3 separate regions of the Mus musculus genome follow, and regions 1 and 2 are each linked to region 3. A link is a contact called in public Hi-C data. All regions are on one chromosome and are shown on one strand. The core of a region is the stretch at or near the end of the contact, and the rest is flanking DNA. Distances in the headings are between cores, read along the strand shown. Region 1 has its middle 59 kb from the start of Lhfpl2. Region 2 has its middle 78 kb from the start of Lhfpl2. Region 3 overlaps Lhfpl2 (lipoma HMGIC fusion partner-like 2).

What was found. A called contact is a pair of places that touch in the nucleus more often than the background predicts.
Region 1: a Hi-C map of muscle stem cells shows a contact between it and region 3, with 2.0 times the contacts expected there. The contact joins two enhancer-like sites. A contact is called at or near these places in 5 of 484 Hi-C or Micro-C datasets (3T3-L1-derived adipocytes, the C2C12 cell line, muscle stem cells and 1 more) and 2 of 115 datasets of contacts at active chromatin or transcription factors (the NIH/3T3 cell line and pancreatic cancer cells).
Region 2: a contact with region 3 is called in a Hi-C map of embryonic fibroblasts, with 2.5 times the contacts expected there. The contact joins two enhancer-like sites. A contact is called at or near these places in 1 of 484 Hi-C or Micro-C datasets (embryonic fibroblasts) and 1 of 115 datasets of contacts at active chromatin or transcription factors (pancreatic cancer cells).

Annotation. Positions count from the first base shown.
Region 1 is chr13:93,996,761-93,999,885 of GRCm38.p6, reverse strand. No RefSeq gene overlaps it. Among named protein-coding and RNA genes, the nearest start is that of Lhfpl2, 59 kb to the left of the region's middle. Within about 2 kb of position 1,330, at least 73 of the 459 cell types and tissues checked have an H3K27ac peak or open chromatin away from gene starts, as enhancers often do. A contact at or near this core is called in the C2C12 cell line, the NIH/3T3 cell line, muscle stem cells and 1 more, where this site is marked.
Region 2 is chr13:93,977,934-93,981,009 of GRCm38.p6, reverse strand. No RefSeq gene overlaps it. Among named protein-coding and RNA genes, the nearest start is that of Lhfpl2, 78 kb to the left of the region's middle. Within about 2 kb of position 1,724, at least 29 of the 459 cell types and tissues checked have an H3K27ac peak or open chromatin away from gene starts, as enhancers often do. A contact at or near this core is called in embryonic fibroblasts, where this site is marked.
Region 3 is chr13:94,189,320-94,192,426 of GRCm38.p6, reverse strand. Lhfpl2 (lipoma HMGIC fusion partner-like 2) reads right to left here. Exons shown (of 4, transcript NM_172589.2): 4 at 1-579. The coding sequence ends at 326. It overlaps LOC115488151 (a long non-coding RNA gene), which reads right to left. Exons shown (of 2, transcript XR_003950582.1): 2 at 2,825-3,107. Among named protein-coding and RNA genes, the nearest start is that of Scamp1, 94 kb to the left of the region's middle. Within about 2 kb of position 1,841, at least 47 of the 459 cell types and tissues checked have an H3K27ac peak or open chromatin away from gene starts, as enhancers often do. A contact at or near this core is called in the C2C12 cell line, the NIH/3T3 cell line, embryonic fibroblasts and 2 more, where this site is marked.

The sequences.
Region 1 (3,125 bases), core at 81-2,580, 190 kb after region 3:
TCCTCTCCTCTCCTTTTCTCTCTTCTCTCCCCTCTCTCTCCTCCTCTCCCTTCTCTCCCCTCCCCTCCCACACCTCCTTTCCTGCCCAGCTTTTCCCACACAGTATGTTAAATTGCTGCCCAGGGTTGGGTTTGGTGACAACAGGTACCCTGTCAGGCTTGGACAGAGATTTAGATGCAAGATGCAGAGGAAAGTTCCAGCAGGTCACAACCCGGGGAGAAGCAGGCTTCGAGCCTATGTGGAGGAACAGACTGTGATAGAAAGATTAGATGCCAGACTCCTGGTAAGGCACAAAGAATGAGCCAAAAAATTCCAAGAACACGGCAGACTGGGAGGGAATTCCCAAGAAAAGGTGCAAGGCCTCGGGTGGAGATTCTCAGAAGAAACAAGCCCCTCATGTCGTGGGGGTGGGAGGGTTGTACAGAGGGTGATGCAGAACAGCCAGACCATGTGGCTATGACCTTATATAACAAACATGGCAGGTGGGACTGCGGTGAGGGTGTCAAGTTGAGAAAACCAGCTCTGATTACGCATTTGGGCCCCAAGTGAAACTACAAGTGCCTTAGTAAAGTGAAGTGGAGGGGTATGTGACATGGAAGGAAGATAAGGAGACCACAGAGGGCGAAGGCCAAGGGGACCACAGAGGGGAGAGGACAGGGGGACCACAAAGGGAGCAGGCCAAGGGGACCACAGAGGACGGAGGCCAAGAAAAGGCAAGAAATTCTTGAGGCCTCTAGAGAAAACACACCACCATGAAGTTTACCTGGTAAAACTAGTTTTTGCCTGCTCGCCTCTCAAACTGAGAGAGAATAGTTACCTTTTGTTTTAAACCACCAGGTTTGTGATCATCTGTTGTAGGAGTCATGCGGGAAACTGAGATAGACACAGCGTTAAATACATACTGCTAAAATATCTATCTATCTATCTATCTATCTATCTATCTATCTATCTATGTAGTTCATTTATTGGATTTAATCTTTCCCAAATAATTAAATATGTATATCGATTCTAGGATTGATCTTTTGATCTTTTTCACTTAACGTTATGTCTAAGGTGTTCTGTTTTACTTCATGTAACTGTAGTTCATTTTTGTTTCTAAAAACTACTCAGATTTTCATAGCTGCCCTTCATTAAATTAGAGAAGACTGTTTTTTTCCTAACCCAAGGTTGTCCCCAGGATGCCACATTTTTGTGCTCTTTCACTTGAATTAGATGAGATAAAAATCCCACAAATGGGATTCCAAAAACTCTGCCAAGAGTGACCATGAATCACTCTCTAGCAGGGAGACAGAGGGGATGGTGTCAGGCAGTGTGATACAGTCAGCCCGGTGTATTCAATCTCAGCACAGGGATTGCTCTTCAGCCCCCATCTCCCAGTTCAGAGGAGCAGGAGGAGTCAGGACCCACAGCACCAGAAGAGTCTAGAGGGCTATCCTAGGACACAGTGACCCACCAGTGTGAGCATAGCACAGGAGATAAAAATTAAATGTAAGGTGACTTTAAAATGTTGATTGGTTACTTAAACAAAGCTAACTAGCCTCTCCATATAGTCTGGAAGATCCAAGCCCTGGATATCTTGAAATTCACCCTGGATGATTCAGCCTGGCATAGAATGGGTGTCCATGAGACATTGTCTCCTCCCGCCCCCCCCCCCCCCCCGGGAGGGCTTGTCTCGGGCAGTCTTGCCCAGTTGCAGGTGAGTCAGCTCACAGACCTGTGACTCATCATTCTGGCCCTTGCTGGTTAGCCACCCGTTTTATTACAGCCATCCATTTTGCCAAATACACCCTCACTGCATGCACGGATGCTTTCTGGGGGATGGGGAAAGGCATGGAAGGGGTGTCATCGTGCTCCCCAAGAAAATGAAACCACATTGTCACATGAATTCTCTATCTGGTAACTGTTGAGTCAAAGGGCAGTGTCTTCCTTGATCACTCTCTACCTTATTTTTCGAGACAAGGTCTCTCACTAAACCTATATCTCACTGACGAAGGAGTTTGTCTATCTACCTCTGCCTCCTGACTCCTACCTCCGGGTTACAAATGTATGCTGTCCCGCCTGGAGATTTGAACCTAGCTCCTCGTGCTTGCATGGCAGCGACTTTACCGAGTGAGCTACCTCCCAGCCCAGTTATACTTCTCAGTTTAGTATTTTGCCTTTCCTGGGAACCCCACGTGCTGTTGCCCATAGGTTTGTGAGTGCTTGTCATGGAGGAACAGCCCCGCCCTACTCCTCCGCTAGCAGAGCTACTAGAGGCTGTGGTCGTAGGAAGGGAGGCACCTGGCTGAACCCTCAAACATGGAAGGCTCCAGGTGAGTCTTCAGCTAGCACCTGAGACACCCAGACAAAGGCTTCCCTGTGGTCCTCTTCATGACACAATCCCTGGGACTGAATCTGCTTAGCTTGCCTCCCCCCATCATCCCTTTTGTATATTCTTAGGCAACCTTCAACTGTTGAGTGTCTACTCACCCAGGTGGCAGATAGCCTACATGTTTTCCAACATTCTTTTCCACAGTTTGTCCTTTGGCTACTTAATTTCTTTAGGTCTAATCTGGGGTTTGGGGGGAACAGGGAATAATTGAGAAAGGCAAAGAGTGAGATATCTTCACTGTCCACATTAGCCCCTGTCATTCAGGAACCATCTAGAATGGGCTGGATTCTATCATTTCCTCTTCGTGGCTTACTCATGTGTCTTTCCAGAGACTCAGGAGGAACTCTGCCCATCTATATTGAAGTGCATTTGGGCCTCCTGACTCTCTCACAAGCTTCTCTTCCCACGACACCATATCCTAGTATTTGGTGACCATGAAGCCAAACACATGCTCTCAGTGGTTTGGCGGGACATTTGACAGGTCACTCCTGGCTCTTATTGTCATGAGTAGACAGATGACAACTCTGAAGGTCTTTGCCAACAGCTGTCAGCAGTCTTAATTTTCACAGTTACAGACTGAGACGGTAAACCTATCTCACGGCTGGTCTCATGCCTTCAGTAGCCACACTCAGATTAGCCATGTGTCCAAATGCTCCTGACATTTCCAGATCATTTTGAAGCCAATGACTCTTTGCAAAGGGCAGAGGCGAACACCGTAACCATCCAAAATCAATACAGAAGAGTGATAGATGGG
Region 2 (3,076 bases), core at 475-2,974, 210 kb after region 3:
TTTAGGATTGTTTTATATAATTTGTATATTTAACTTATATAATTAAACTGTATTTAAATAGGGCAGTCTAAATAGCGGGGAGCTGAGGCAGGAGACTGCCAAGGAAGCTTTTCTTTGGCCTCACAGTTTCCCTAGACTCAGAGGACAAGAGCTGACTGCCTCTCCATGGTAGGTTTGTATTCATTTTCTCTGAGGACCATAGCAAATGACCACAAGCTGAGTGACCCCCCTGAACAATAAACCTTTGTCCTGACAGCTCTGTAGGCTGGCCATCTGAAACATATACCATGTCAAAGGCTTGGTCCCTTCTCAAAGCCTCTAAGAAAGACACATTCCATGCCTGTCTTTATCTGGTGGTAGTTTTCTGGCAACTTTTAATGTCTCTTGTCTTGTAGACATGTCACTTCAGTCTCTGCAGCTCTGGCATCTCTGTGAGTGATGTCTTCCTCTCTGAATACAGACCTGGTTCACTGGACTGATGGCTCACTCTAAGTGTGAGATGGTCTCAGCTCCAGAACCTACCTAAGTGACAACTGTGATGTTTGCTCTATGTTGTTAACTTGGGAATGAGACGTGCCTAGTGGGTAGTAAAGCAAGCACATTGTATCCGAGAGGACTGGCATGTGGGACAGCAACAGAGGGAGGGAAACTCTGCCCTGAATGTGTGTGGCACCAGTCAATTAGCTGAGGGCCCAAATGGAATAAAATTGGTGAAAGAGAAAGCCCACGGCCTGGGGAGATGGGTCAGACAGATGACTCACAATCTTGCAGACCTGAGTTCTATTACCAGAGAAACCCTGTCTTGAAAAATGAATGAGGTAGATAGTGATAAGGAAGAGCATCCCAGGTTGTCCTCTGACCTATTGACCTACTAATGCATGCACACACATGCACAGTCCCAACATGTGCACTTCCACACACACCATCAGTTTTATTCTTCTTGAGCAAGTATACCTGCTGCTTCTGCTGAAGCAGAGATGTAGACTCCAGAGTCTCCATCTTTCAGTGTAGACTCACATCAGTCATTCTCCAGGGAGTATCTTCGTCTCTAGCATTGGGCTGGCATTACATCATCTGTCTTCCTTGTTCTGAGACCTCTAGCTTCTTGGACTAAGAAGTTACTGAGTTCTCAGATTCTCTAGCATGTAATAAGTTATTGTTGAACTATATAACCTGTTATGGCTTTATATGTGTGTGTGTATACATATATATATATACATATATATGTTATATATAAACTTAATCCAATAAAACATACACACATACACACACACACACACACACACACACACACTTACTTACTTTAGTTGCTTCTGTTCTGTTCGTCTGGAGAACCCTGACTAATATAACAACTGCAAAGGAAAACAAGGTACTGGGGACTGAAACCTAGAGCATCATTTTGGGGTCACAGTTCAATCCATCCCAGGGTCTTCACATGTTCAATTACTGTTTGGCTTTCGACCTTGTTGACCTTGAGCTTTTAAGCTGTGGGTTTCCCCTTGATGGAATTCCTCAAGTCTTGAAGCTCATTATTAAAGCATAATTGCAAATCCAAGGAATTCTACAAGTCTGTCCCACGGGAGGTGGTAGAACTGGTGAGCATCCCCAGAGAGTGGGAAAGGAACAAAAGCAAATGCCTTTGATCTCTCAGCTACAAAGCAGCAGTGAGAGCCAGGTCCTGTGCTCTTGTATCCTCTGCCCCTTAGTCACAGCCTAGAAATGTGCTCGTTGGCTGGGAGCGGAAGTGGAATTGCAACAGAAATGTGGCATTGGAAACTTTGCATCAGAACCAATGGCTTGTTGAAAAATTGGGGGAAAAAATCTAACAATATTGGTGAATAAAGTCTGTAATGATGAATCTCATTCAACTTCTTACGGTTTTTTTTGGGGGGGTGGGGGAGGAGTGAGAGAGGCATGGCAAATTATACAAAAATAACACCACGGGTCAAACAAGCAAAGTTCATAGGACTCCTGGGCACTAAAGAAGCTACCCTGGGATACTTGGCATTAGATTTGTTTTCAGTGCTAGAGAAGGAACCAGGACCTTGCATGTTCTTTGCCAAGGTGGGTCATTCCCGTCAAGTATTGGCCGTGACCTGGCATGGTCAGCAGACTGAGGTTGACGTATCTCTCCAGTGGCAGGCTTCTTTGTAGGTTGCCAGGCCACCTCCCATTTCCTCCTTTTATGTTCAGAAAAATCCAAGCCGCCCAGTGAAGCTCATTTACCTTAGCGGCATCTCGGGACCAGTGTTAGCAGCGTGCTATGAGTGTGAAGCTGTGCTCATGGGAAATACAGAAGGATAGCCACAAAATGATGAAGACAGTCACCTACCGGATAGTGTGTCACAAGGCTACGATTCTGTGCCACCATCCCACCGAGAGCACATGCAGACACCAACCCTGGGAATTTCACCTGAAAAAGTCCACATTTCTAACCATCTGGATAGTGATTGGAGAAAAGGACCCTTGAATCCCTACCCCACACTTTGGGATAAAATTAATACTAAACATATTAAAGACAAAAAATTTTAAAGTCAAAGAACACACACACACGTGCTTAAAAAAATCATGAGAAAATTAATCTGTCCCCAAATATTTTTTCATGAAGAAATTATCATTAGTAAATTCAAAAGGCAAATAATAAACTGGAAAACTCACATTAAGGCAGAAAATTAATTTTGCCTCCCCTCCCCCCAGTTCTTATAGAAAGGGAGCTGCAGACCAATAGAAATATAGGTAAGACTTGAGGACACAACTAATCCCAGAGGAGTACACACACAAGGGATACTCACCGAATGCTCAGAGAAATGCAATCTTAAAAACACAATTCGATTATACTTTTAAAAGCAGCTTGTTTTTGAAAGTCATTAAAGCATCATGCTTTACTCCTGGGGTTAGAGAGGTAAGAAAACTGGAGGGTATCATTTTTATTTTATACAGTAAGGCTGACTGCTAGGGGAACTGCCTTCCCTTGCACCTCAGGATCTCATAACCTTCTTGATAGAGTGTGCACTGTGGTTCAGGGGGCTCAGAGCTCATTCAGAGCTCATTCTCAGTATCTCACAAGCGCTGGTTA
Region 3 (3,107 bases), core at 592-3,091:
TTCTCTGCTGCCAGAGAGATCACCGCCTGCCTTGGTGAGTCAGGTCATCACTATCCTTCATTGAGCCCTGGGGACATGGAGTCTCCGACAGGACTCCCCAGGGGCTATTCCATGTCCTTGTCTGGTCTCATTATCTGCACTGCAGCCAGCATGTCCAAGAGCGCTGCTTGGTGGGTGATGCCCCTCACTGGTCCCAGGAAGGCCCGGCCGGGGCTGTGGAAGATAGCTCCAGTAGGTCACGACTGGTTCTTCACTTGGTTCAAATGATGAAGACTGTGTCACTAGGCCATAAAGAAAGGTAACGGTGGCAGGAATGGCTTCCAGATTAAAGGAGGCAGACGAGGTTTTTCCCCTCTTCAATTTCTTCCTGGACTTTGTCACTGGAGGTTGCAATTTCTGCTTGTGCAGAGAAGACAGCACAGATAAAGGTGAGGACCGTGCCCCCGGTGGCAGTATAGAAGGCCCAGCCCAGGGAGCAGTCTCCAGGTTTGTAGGGGGACGCATACCGTCCACAGTCTATGGCTTTCTGGCAGCCCCAGCCTGCGGGGTAGAGGATCAGGCCGAGGATAAGGAACAGACCTGAGGGACAGAAGAGAAAACAGGTGAAGCCTTTGGTGCCTAGGCAACCTGCAGCATCTGCCGGGCCCTTATGGTCGCTGGCTTTGGGCGGGGCCATCCACTCTACAATAGAAAAGTGTTAGTGTCTTGGATAGAAGCCTGACCTGAATAGCCAAGGTCACTTTACCAGGCACACTTTTAAGTATGGAGTCTAGATGAGGGGGAAGAGAGCTTACCTAGTATTTCCAGCCAGTTTGTGTATGGTGGCATGTGACTCCACCAGTGAGTTTGCTCCTGTTTCTTGGTGTTAAGAGGCTTACTAAGGCCAAATATGGCTTTACAAAGGGTCTGAAGAGATGGCTCCGCAGGAAGAGTGCATATTGCTCTTGTACAGCACACGGTTTGGTTCTAGCACCCAACGGTAGCTCACTACCGGTCCAGAGGACCTGACAGCCAGCCTCTTCTGACCTCCATAGGTACCAAGCATGCATACGGTATACATACATGCCAAACCCAATAATAACACATAATAAAGTTTTATTAGAACACATTAGAACAGAGACATGCTTCCTTCTGAACACCTGGCCTGCAAAACACAAATTATGATCTAGCTTTTGACAGAGCTTGCCAATCACTGGTATAAAGTAATTCACTCAGAACCTTGTGGCCTCAGCCTAGTTATAGACAAAAGTCAGGAGCCTTAAGACTAACTCTTAACCTACACCCACGAAAAGCATTGTTTGACCTGCATGCCAAGGGGAGAGGTGTATGTCTACGCCTCTATAGAAACAAACTGCCAGTGTCATGGCACTTTGCTGTCTAAATGGCTTTCAGTGAGCTCCGCCCTGCACACACACCAGCACACACGTACCCCACTCGGCCAGCACTGTTCTGGCCCTCACTGCTGCATGTTCACAAGTCACAGGGTTTCAACAATTTAGAGGTGGTTTCCTGCCTGGTCTAACCTAAGTGAGGACTAGAGAAACAACTTTAGGTAGTGGCCTTACCCTAGGCCTGGCCACTCACCAGTACAAGCAGCTCACGAAGAAGGGGAAAGGAAACCATGATTCCCAGTAGAATGTCAGCTGACAGCCCTGTGCTGTAAGGGAGGGCGGGTTTTAGTCTATGGCCAGACTAAGCTCTAGTGTGGTAGCTAAAGAGATGGCAGCAGCAACAAGGACCAAGGATTGGGGCCTTTGTAAGTGAAAGGCTAACAGGGACAATGCACTGTGTGTGGACAGCTGGGGACAGCAGTCTCATGCAGGGGATGGAGTCAGTTCCAGAGCTCACAAGTGGATGAGTCATTTGTCATTCCAAGCCTTGCCTGAATCAAGACCTGCCTGATTCACCATCATAAAAGTGTACCAATCTTAAACCTAAAGGGTGGGTGTGGTTTGTAAAGTCTGTAAATGGTATTTCTGTAATAAAACAAGACCTACAACTCTTAAGCCAAGCCAAAAGGAAAAAAAAAATAACAGCTGCAAGTGAAATTTAAGGGTCACTAGGAGATTGGAAAATCTAGAAGAGAAAAACAAATAGCTCTCTTATGTCCAGTGAGACTGACCGTCTCCCAACAAAAGGAGCCCATCACTGGGCCACTGTAGGGGTGAACTAACACTATGCTCTTCAAACTATCGCACAAAGCACAGCGGGGACAACCACTACAGTTACAGTTTTAAAAGTCAGGAATGCTAACCCTAACCCTGATACCAAAACCAGATATGAGAACATGCCCGAGAACAAAAGCCACAGACCCACAGTTCTCAACACAGTCATACACCCAAGACATCAACACCACGGCCATCTTGGTTTTAATTCCAGGGCTGCCAGGACAGTTCAACAAATGTAAACTACAACAGAGAAATAAGATGTAGGGACAAAAATCTACACCATCTCAGCCGATATGGAAAAGACCTTTGACAAACTTTAACATCCTTTCATGTTAAACTTCAAAGAACAACGCATCTGGGGCTGGAGAGATGGCTGAGAGGTTAAGAGCACTGACTGTTCTTCTAGAGGTCCCGAGTTCAATTCCCAGCAACCACATGGTGGCTCACAACCATCTGTAATGAGTTCTGATGCCCTCTTGTGGTGTGTCTGAAGGCAGCTACAGTGTACTCATATAAAATAAATAAATCTTAAACAACAACAATAACACATCTCTAAGGGTTTATATGAAAAACCTCTAACGTGCACAGGAAATGGGGGAAAATTACATCCAGAGTTAGGGGCTAGAGATAAAGGTCTACTACAATTTTAGTCAGTATTGTGTTTGAAGTCTTACCGCAATAAGGCAATAGAAAGAAATGGTACAAACAGAAAATGGCTGAGAGGATAGGTGGACCCCAGAGCCCGCATCCCAGGATTGCTCTTGCTCTTGATGTGCCTTCTTGTTTGCCATTGCTGTGTTCCTCATTGTTCTGACAGGGCGTGATTGGGCAAAGAAAGACCCCTTCTGCCTGTAGTCGGTTATGATTGATTCCTGGGTATTAACCCACCCCATTGGGCAAATTTCCTGCAGACCCACTTTCGTGGATTAATGCTGTTTA